Linked DNA regions of Macaca mulatta: region 2 is linked to region 1. Evidence: chromatin contacts called from public Hi-C data. All regions are on one chromosome and are shown on one strand. The core of a region is the stretch at or near the end of the contact, and the rest is flanking DNA. Distances in the headings are between cores, read along the strand shown.

What was found. Hi-C and Micro-C count contacts between places; a contact is called where the count stands out from the background.
Region 2: a contact with region 1 is called in a Hi-C map of fetal cortex germinal zone, with 4 times the contacts expected there. The contact joins the promoter of PSMF1 here to the promoter of NSFL1C in region 1. A contact is called at or near these places in 2 of 14 Hi-C or Micro-C datasets (cortical neurons and fetal cortex germinal zone).

What each region holds. Positions count from the first base shown.
Region 1 is chr10:82,677,278-82,681,485 of T2T-MMU8v2.0, forward strand. NSFL1C (NSFL1 cofactor) reads left to right here and starts at 2,010. Exons shown (of 9, transcript NM_001266663.1): 1 at 2,010-2,221. The coding sequence starts at 2,117.
Region 2 is chr10:83,017,106-83,021,313 of T2T-MMU8v2.0, forward strand. It overlaps PSMF1 (proteasome inhibitor subunit 1), which reads right to left and starts at 2,011. Exons shown (of 7, transcript XM_001112708.5): 1 at 1,736-2,011. The coding sequence starts at 1,864.

The sequences.
Region 1 (4,208 bases), core at 760-3,259:
CACAAAGCCTGTTTGGTGGTCTCTTCACATGGATGCCCACGACAGTGGTGTTATGGGAAAGGATGCCCTCAAGGCCTCTAGAGGAGGGATCAGGGACCCTCTGACCAAACAAAGAGCTTTCCCTGATGGCACAACAATGAAGAGGGGGGCGACAATGAGTTTCAATGGCTCCAATACCAGCCAGGGAACTGGACCTTGAGGAGCTGATCACCTGCAGATCTTTAAGCTGGCGTAAGTCATTGTCAGTTTCCAAGGTAGAAAGACCTTGCTGGTTGCCAATCGTGAGGTCCAGAGTGAGCCTCTAGCTTCTTGGATTTCCTGGAAACTTGGGGTGCATTTCGGGTTGACACAGTGATGAAAGGAGTAAGGCCTAGGGACCGGGGCTGGGGCTGGGTGGCCTTGCAATAGAAAGGAGAGTCTCACACCACAAAGAAAGGACCCTCCTCCCATGCCTCCTGCCAGGGCCTAGTGTGCTGCAACCACGCTCCTAACAACCTAACCCAAACCCTAACTCGTTTGTCATATAAACTTAAAGGATTTCTTGAACAGTGTTAATAAGACACCACATTTTCCAGGAAAGCAACTACTGTGTCAATTGAAGGAAGACTGGATTTTGTGCTGTTCATAACCTGATTAAGAGGGGTTTTGACTAAGCCTGGGGACCTTCTCAAGGTCCCCTTGAGAAAGGGACACCTGAACTGAGAGCTGAAGAATGAGCAGGGGCCGACAGAGGAAGAGGAAGGGAAGAGTGTCCCATGGTGGTGTTGGAAATTAAAGCTCGAAGTCGCAAGGAAAACGAGCACTCAAGTAAAAGATTTCTCAGCAAAGCCAATTCACTTCTGCAGAAGGATGCCACTCGCACATCTGGTCTACAAGAAGGCACACCGAACAAAAGAGAGAAGGGGTTTTTATCCCTAATGCGGTTAGTCCCTGCTTCTGTGTCCTGTTCCCATTGGCTGGGGCTGGACTGCACAATCTAAGCTAATCCCTATTGGCTAGTTCAAATGGAGCAGAAACGTGGGCTACAGTGGTAGGGCAACCGGTTTCGGCGGGAAGAAGAGTTTCCATAGCACTGGCAATTGTAGCGAGGGTATCCAAGGGAACAGATGTGGGTTATAGATTAGGACCCGCGGGAAGGTTGTTTACCCTAACTAGGGGTAAGGAGGTACAAAGAACGAGGAAATTAGGCTTTGAAAATAGAGAACAAAGAACAAGTAAGCTGAACAAGCCCACTCTTTGGAGAGGAACTTACTGTACCTAACAGTGGCAAGAAGCAAGAGGCAAGATGGCAAAGAAGCTGAGGACCCAGAAGACAGGTTTGTTCCTGAGAAGGTGGCCTTGGAGCAGAGCCCCAAAGAAAGCGGAGAGAGCGCCTTGCCCATCGGTAAGGGAAAGGTGCTCCAGGCACAGAAGCAGCTAATGCAACGGCCCTGAGGCAAATGCACCATACCTGGCAAGTTCCAGGAACAGCAAGGAGGGCAAGGCGCCTGGAGCAAAGGAAGCTAGCGGATCCCTAGATGAGATGGAGGAACTGGCCCATTTCTCATGGGTCCTGCAGGCAGGCCCTGAGACAGTCTTTCATGCGGGGCGAGATAGCGAGGCATGGACGTGTTGTGAGCGGAGGCCTAGCCTGTTCAAGGTCTGAATTTTTACCCCCAGAGTGTAAGAAGCAAGGGAGCAGGGACTTTGTTTTGCTCCCTGCCATATCCACAGCCCTAGAAAAACATCGGGCCATTGATAGCTCTCAGTAAATGCTTGACAAGTAAGTGAATGAACGAATGCATAAATTAATGAAATGAGGGCTGCGTCAATGAATAACTGGGAATCTGACTCCTGCAGGGATCCTTCAGCCCACAGGTGTATGTAAGACCCGCCCCGCCTCTCATCCTTCGGGCTCCCACCCACGCCGTTAGGCTGCGGTTCGCGCTGCAGTCGCCAGAGGGCGCGGAGCGGCGGGGTTTCCCGCACGGAGCGCTTTGCGTGGGGCACCACGTGGGGCGGGGCTGCGGGCGGGCTCCCACCAGCTGGGCTTCGTCGACCGGCAAGCGGAACGCGGCAGCTGGGCTTGGGCTGCGCGGCGGCCGCCGGAGCGCTTTGGGAAGCGCACTGGTCGAAGATGGCGGCGGAGCGACAGGAGGCGCTGAGGGAGTTCGTGGCGGTGACGGGCGCCGAGGAGGAGCGGGCCCGCTTCTTTCTGGAGTCGGCCGGCTGGGACTTGCAGGTAGCGCCGCGAGGCGGGCTGTGTCGGGTGGGCCGGGGACCGCTGGGAACGGGCGCCTGGTGCCTTAAGCCCGCGGCGGCCGAAGCGCACAGTCATCCCCGCTCTACCGCGGCCCGACCCAGGCCTCATGGTCCCGGGACCGCTTGTCACGCGTCGCCTGCTCGGCTTGGGAGTGGGGGAACGCGGGCCAGCCCCAGCCAGTTCTGCCGTGCCAGTTTCACGCTGCCTCTCCCGCTTGCGGCGTCAGCGACACTTCCGGCACTGCAGCAGCCGGCGAGGAGAGGGAGCGCCTGGGGGCGTGGCTGCCACGCCGAATGTCTGCCGAAGGCCAAGCTGGTCCGAGTGAGCAGCTCTTGGGTGAAGCCCCACTCTGGACTAGGTGGCCGCTCATTTCTACTTCCGAAGTCCAGCCCGGGAGCTGAACCCCGCCCCGCCTTCCTAATTGCTGGGAGAATACCTCTGGGGTGGTGGCGCAAGGTTGGAGCGTCTTCACCTTTCGTAGTTAACTTATCTGTAAAATGGGAGTCTCGTGGAAATTACTGTGTAGTTCATTGGCACGTACTAAGTATAAACTAAATACTCGCTGAGAAGACTTACGCTTCACGAGGCAGGGATTTTTGTACACTGATGAATTCCCAGTGCCTAGAACAATGCCTGGCACATAGTAAGCACTCGGTAATTAACTGTAGAAAGAATTGCATAAATATTCTTGGCCAGCCTCGTCTTAGGTAGATGATAATGATGATGACTAATATTTATTGAGTACTTACTATGAGCCAGGCGCTGTTCTAACTGCTTTACATGTCTTTTGTCATTTAACCTTCGCATTTTGCCACTGAGGTTAAAGAGGTTAAGTAACTTGCTCAAGGCCTCACTAGCTACCAGGCAGAAGAAGTAGAAGTGGAACTCAGTTCTGTATGATTCCAAGCAGACAGAGCCCAGGCTTTAAACCACCATGTGCCAAGCACTTTACGTAATATGATTCGTTTAATCCTAGCAACACTGTGAGGTAAAGACTAGACCCATTTTATGGATGAGGAATTGGAAGCACAGAGGGGAAAGAATTTTCTCAAGGTCACATAGCCAGTAAGTAGTGGGGTTGGAATTTGAACTGGGTCTGCTGCCAAACGTAAATTGCTTCCCAAACATAAGAATTAGGTAAAGCATCACACCTAGATCACACCTAGACACAATGGGAAGCCTCTGTGCTGGGCAGAAATAAAAAGTTTCTACCTGAAAGACATAAAAGCACACAGTGTTGTGACCAACAGATCTTCTGTCTCGTTCCCCTCACATTGTAGTGGGGAAACTGAGACTCATGCATGTGACTTGCCTGGCAGGAACAGGACTTGAAGGTAGGCTCCCTGAGAATGCCAGTTCACTACATGTCCTGAGACAGCACACTGCCTCCCAGCAGATTACTTTTATCCCGTGACAGCTCACTGTCTCCTGTAAAGTTGGTGACCCTGAGGACAGGAGCGATGTCTGTTTCATCTCTGTGACCTCAGTGCTTTCTTGTGTTTGTGCAAAGCAAGTGATTAGTAAATGCCTGTCTGTTGAGTTGGTGAGCGAGATGTCACAAATGACCAAAAGATTCCCATATTCCTTCTGTATGTGTAGACCTGGCATGCGAGTATGCATAAATCGTAATGGATTATCTCATCCAGTGTGCAGGTTGGTGAGATAGGTACCCCCATTTCACAGATTAGGAAACAACTTGAAAGAATGGAAAAGTAGCAACCTGTACTGACTTCACAGTTCCTGACTCCTGTCTGTACTGGAAACGCTTAAGAGTAAGGGCCTGAGCACACTAGCAGGGATGGAACCTGGCTCCACTCTTTACCAATTGTGTAAACTTGAACAAATTATTTTTAATTCTCAGTGCTTCTGTATCAACTATAAAATGAGATGATAATAGTACTAATAGCATAGAGTTCTGTGAGGATTAAACAAATTAACGTATGTAGAATGCTCAGAACAACCTGGC
Region 2 (4,208 bases), core at 761-3,260, 340 kb after region 1:
CACCATCCCAGATATCAGTTTCTTTGAAGAATCTACGAAAAGCTGAAATAAAATGACTGGGGCAAGTGAAGAGCTGCTCAAGATTAAAAAGCTGGAGTAGGACAAGTGGGGAGACAAGATTTCTGTTAGGGGGACTATGCACTGAAACAGGAGCCTGACACTGAAATGTGTCTCTACCTGGTACTAAGGTCTGAAATGCTGAAAGGCATTTGGAAGGTATGTGGAATGAAGGGCAGCACAAAGAGAAAGGACAGGGACAGATGTGTTTGGGAAGGTGAAATGGTTCCTGCTTCCAGGTGTGTGTGTGTGAAAGGCTGGCTGTTCTTTTCCATCCTCATCTCCAGTCATAGAGCCCATTTGAGAGATGAAGTATGTGTGAGTTTGGAGGTGGGAATGGGGATCCTGAGTGTGTACCTGGGGTCCCAGTGAGATAACTGAGGTCGGGGGCGGGCAGGGGAAGAGCCAGAAATCCCTGACAGTTCTTAGGCTCTGGTTCCTGCTGAAGGAGGTAAAGTGTGAGAGGGGTATCGTGGTCTTGGTCTTTAGTTCTAAGAGACAGAGAGGAATAGGGACAGCAGTGAGGGGGAGGGGAAAGGGGATACTTGCCTAAGTGCTCAGAATGTACAAAACAAGTTTGAAGACGGGTCCCTAAAGCTGTGTCAGGAGAGGAGAATTAAGACTCTATTTGAGAAGCTAAAAAAAATGATTAGAGGAGTTGAGGGCTGAAGCAGTCAAAAAGGAGAGGAAGGGTGATGGGGTGATCTGTTTCCCATGGCTGGTCTTGGTTCTGAGAGTGAGAGAACAGTGACAGTGAGGGGCACGCATGGAGGCAGGCCCAGTTGTCCCAGCAAGCAGATGTCTAGGATGATGTGGATGTGGGGATGAGGGTCACAGGGAAGAGACAGCAAAGACAGAAGAATGCTAGAGCAAAGAATTAGTGAGGTGGGTTGGGCCCAGCGGTCCTGGAACTCGGTGGGGATGACAACAACGTCCCTAGGTGTAAGAGGTGGAGCCTGGGGATGGGAGTGGAGGGGGCTGGCCCTATGGGGACAGCTATGAGGAGAAAATCTCATATGACTCTCACATCCAGGCTGTATGTGTATACGATTCTAGGGGGGACTGTTTCCTAGAGCTTGAGTTGGGGATGGCAGTAGCGAGTGGACTACGCTGGGCCCTTCAGTAAAGCGTGAAAGGCATGTGAACTCTCTGGGCCCATGCTAAGGGGTGAAAAAAGGGCCGTGGCCTGGGGCTGAGTAGGTCAAAGCTCACTCCCGTACCTGTGCTTGGATCCAGATGTTTGGTGGAGGCTCTAGTGTGGTATGAGGGGGGAACTGAGTCAGTCCCCTCACCCCGAGGCTGGGTGGGAAGGAATTCAGAGGAGATTAGGTGGGTGAGGAGTGCTCTGGGGAGCTAAACTCCTGTCTGGATTCTTTTCCATTCTATGGAATGCTAGGTCCACACAGTCCTGGCCTGAGAGGCTGCCAGGCTGTGTTGAAGCGAGTTTCTGCCCTTGAGTTTACAAATCATGTTGTGCCAGCTGTGCTGTGAGGGACTCTGGGCTGGGTTGGAGCAGGTGAGCAACCTCCGACCCGCAGGTTTTACCAACGCTGTCATGTGCCCCAGGCCCTGCATTGGGAAAGGCGGGGAAATCGGGCGCTCTGGACCAGGCCTCCGGGCCTCTGAGTTTGGACAGAAGACAGTTCCCTCCTCCACCCTGGCCGGCTCCGTGGCGTACCTGGTCACCGACACCCAAGCCGTAGTAGCCGTGTGTCACCATTTCCCAATGCAAGAAGCAGACGAGCGCGTCCTGCGTGCAGGTGATGGCCGGCGCTGCCGATGCGAACAGTACCTCCAGGCCCGCCATGAGCGCCAGCGACTTCGGCGTCTGGAGGAGAGAAGGGGGAGGGGGTAGTGCAGTGAGCCAGCTCCGCGGCCGAGGTAGCTATAACTCCGCTTCACTCCTGCGCTAGCTCTGGCAGAGCCTACACCTGAGACCAAGATGGAGACGCCCGGGGGCGGGGCGGGGCGGGGCCGCCGGAAGTAGCCCCAGGAGCGGGCGCAACTGCGTGAGGCGCGCCGGGCTGGCAACGCGAGCGCAGAACTAAAAGGTTCCGCCAGGGACCGCGCGGGGCGAGACCCCTCAAAGCCGGAACCTGGGTCTTCGCCGCGGCCGACAGGATCGCTTCACGCAAGCACAGCGCCCTCCAAGAGGCCACCTTGCTGAAAGCCAGACTTCCCATGCACAAAATGGGTTATGCTAGGCCGGGGAAGGGGCTGGGAAATGTGGCTAAAATACATTCTTAATAATCGTTAATACGTACGCAGTGCTTACTACCGGCCACATTATTCTGAATGCTTTACTTGTATTCATTTATTTAATCTTCACAACCCAACTCTATGCAGTTGATATTAACGATTAATGTGCCTCATTGCACAGATGAGGAAACTGAGGCACAGAGGGCTAATTTGACCAAGGTGACAACAGCCAGCCGGTGAATGGCTGAGATGGTTACAGGAACCTAGCAGTCTGGCTTCTAAGATAACATTTATTAAGTGTTTATTGTGTGCTACATCCTGTACTAAAACCTTTACATCACCTTCTCAACAACTCTATGATGTACCATTATTATCCCCATTTTGCAGATGACAAAACGGCTGAGAGTTGAAACCATTTTTCCAAGAAGACACAACTGCTGCCGGCAGAGCTGAAGCTCCTGACCCATTACCAAATTTCAATCATTTGTTTGACTACCCCCTTTATGATTTTTACCACCCATTACGTCAACAAGTTTCATGAAATCCACTTATTGTTTTTACCCAAATAAATTTAGTTTCCCCATCCCAGTCACCAACCTGGTCCAAGCTCCTGTCATCTTTCAGTTGGACGCCTGGCATCAGCCTCGGAACTGCCCCATTCCATTCCTGTCTCTCTCTGTACTGCACTTCGCAACCAGAGAGATTCTGTTAGAAAACAGGTCAGATCCGCCGGGTGTGGCGGCTCACGCCTGTAATCCCATCACGTTGGGAGGCCGAGGCAGGTGGATCACTTGAGGTCAGGAGTTTGAGACCAGCCTGGCCAACATGGTGAAACCCTGTCTCTACTAAAAATACAAAAATTAGCTGGGCGTGGTGGCGCACGCCTTTAGTCCCCGGTACTTAGGAGGCTGAGGCGTGAGAATCGATGGAACCCGGGAGGTGCAGGTTGCGATGAGCCAAGATCTCACCATTGCACTTCAGCCTGGGCAACAGAGCGATACTCCGTCTCAAAAAAGAAACAAAAAGAAAAAAGAAAACAAGTCAGATCACATCCCTCGGCTCAAAATCTCACAGGGTTCCCATCACGCTCAATGGAAAAGTAAAGTCCTCCCCGTGGTCTGCAGGAACCTGCATGTGGTCTGCCACCTCCTGCCCCAGCCCTGCCAGTCCTGTACCTCTCTGATTCAATCTCCTTCAACTGTCCTCCCATCCCCTTTATACCTGCAATGACCTTGGCTCCCCTTCTCTCACAGCTACATCTGGTCCAACAGCAAAGCTAGTTGACTCCACTCTCAAAATATATTATGAATCTGACCACTTCCCATCACCTTCACTGCTTCCACCCTGGTCTGATCCTCCAGCATCTAGCTTCCCAACCACTTTCCCTCTTTCATGTGTTCTGTTTAGGCCTTTGCATTCCTCTTCCTGGAATGCTCTTTTCCCAAATATCTACGTGTCTTGCTTCTTCATTTTTAGAGGCTCCATCCCTCACTCCTACCATCCTCAATAGAGGGCTTCCCAGACCATTCCATCCAAATAACCTTCTCCAGTCTTTAACCCCTCTCCTGTTTTTTTTTTTTTTTTTTCCCTGCAAAGCACTAATCATAACTTGAAACTATATTAGGTATTTATTTCTTTGCTTATTTAATGACTGTCTTTCCACTAGACTGTGACAAAGAAACAGGGAGCATGTCTACCTTGTGCACATATGTACCTGAATGCTATCTGGGATCAATCTATACTTATTGAAAGAAAGAATGAATACTGAATGAAGAAATGAATTCTTGTCCTAGCCCCAACCCAATCAGGCCACTCTTATCTCTTTATAGTTCACCACTCCCTTTGTCAGCTGGTCCTGTGCCTCTCCAAATTTTGTGTTCCTAGAGTTTCCTTGAGACACCCAGATTCTTGAACTCCTTCTGCAGAGATTCTGGATGAGAAGGTCTGAGGAA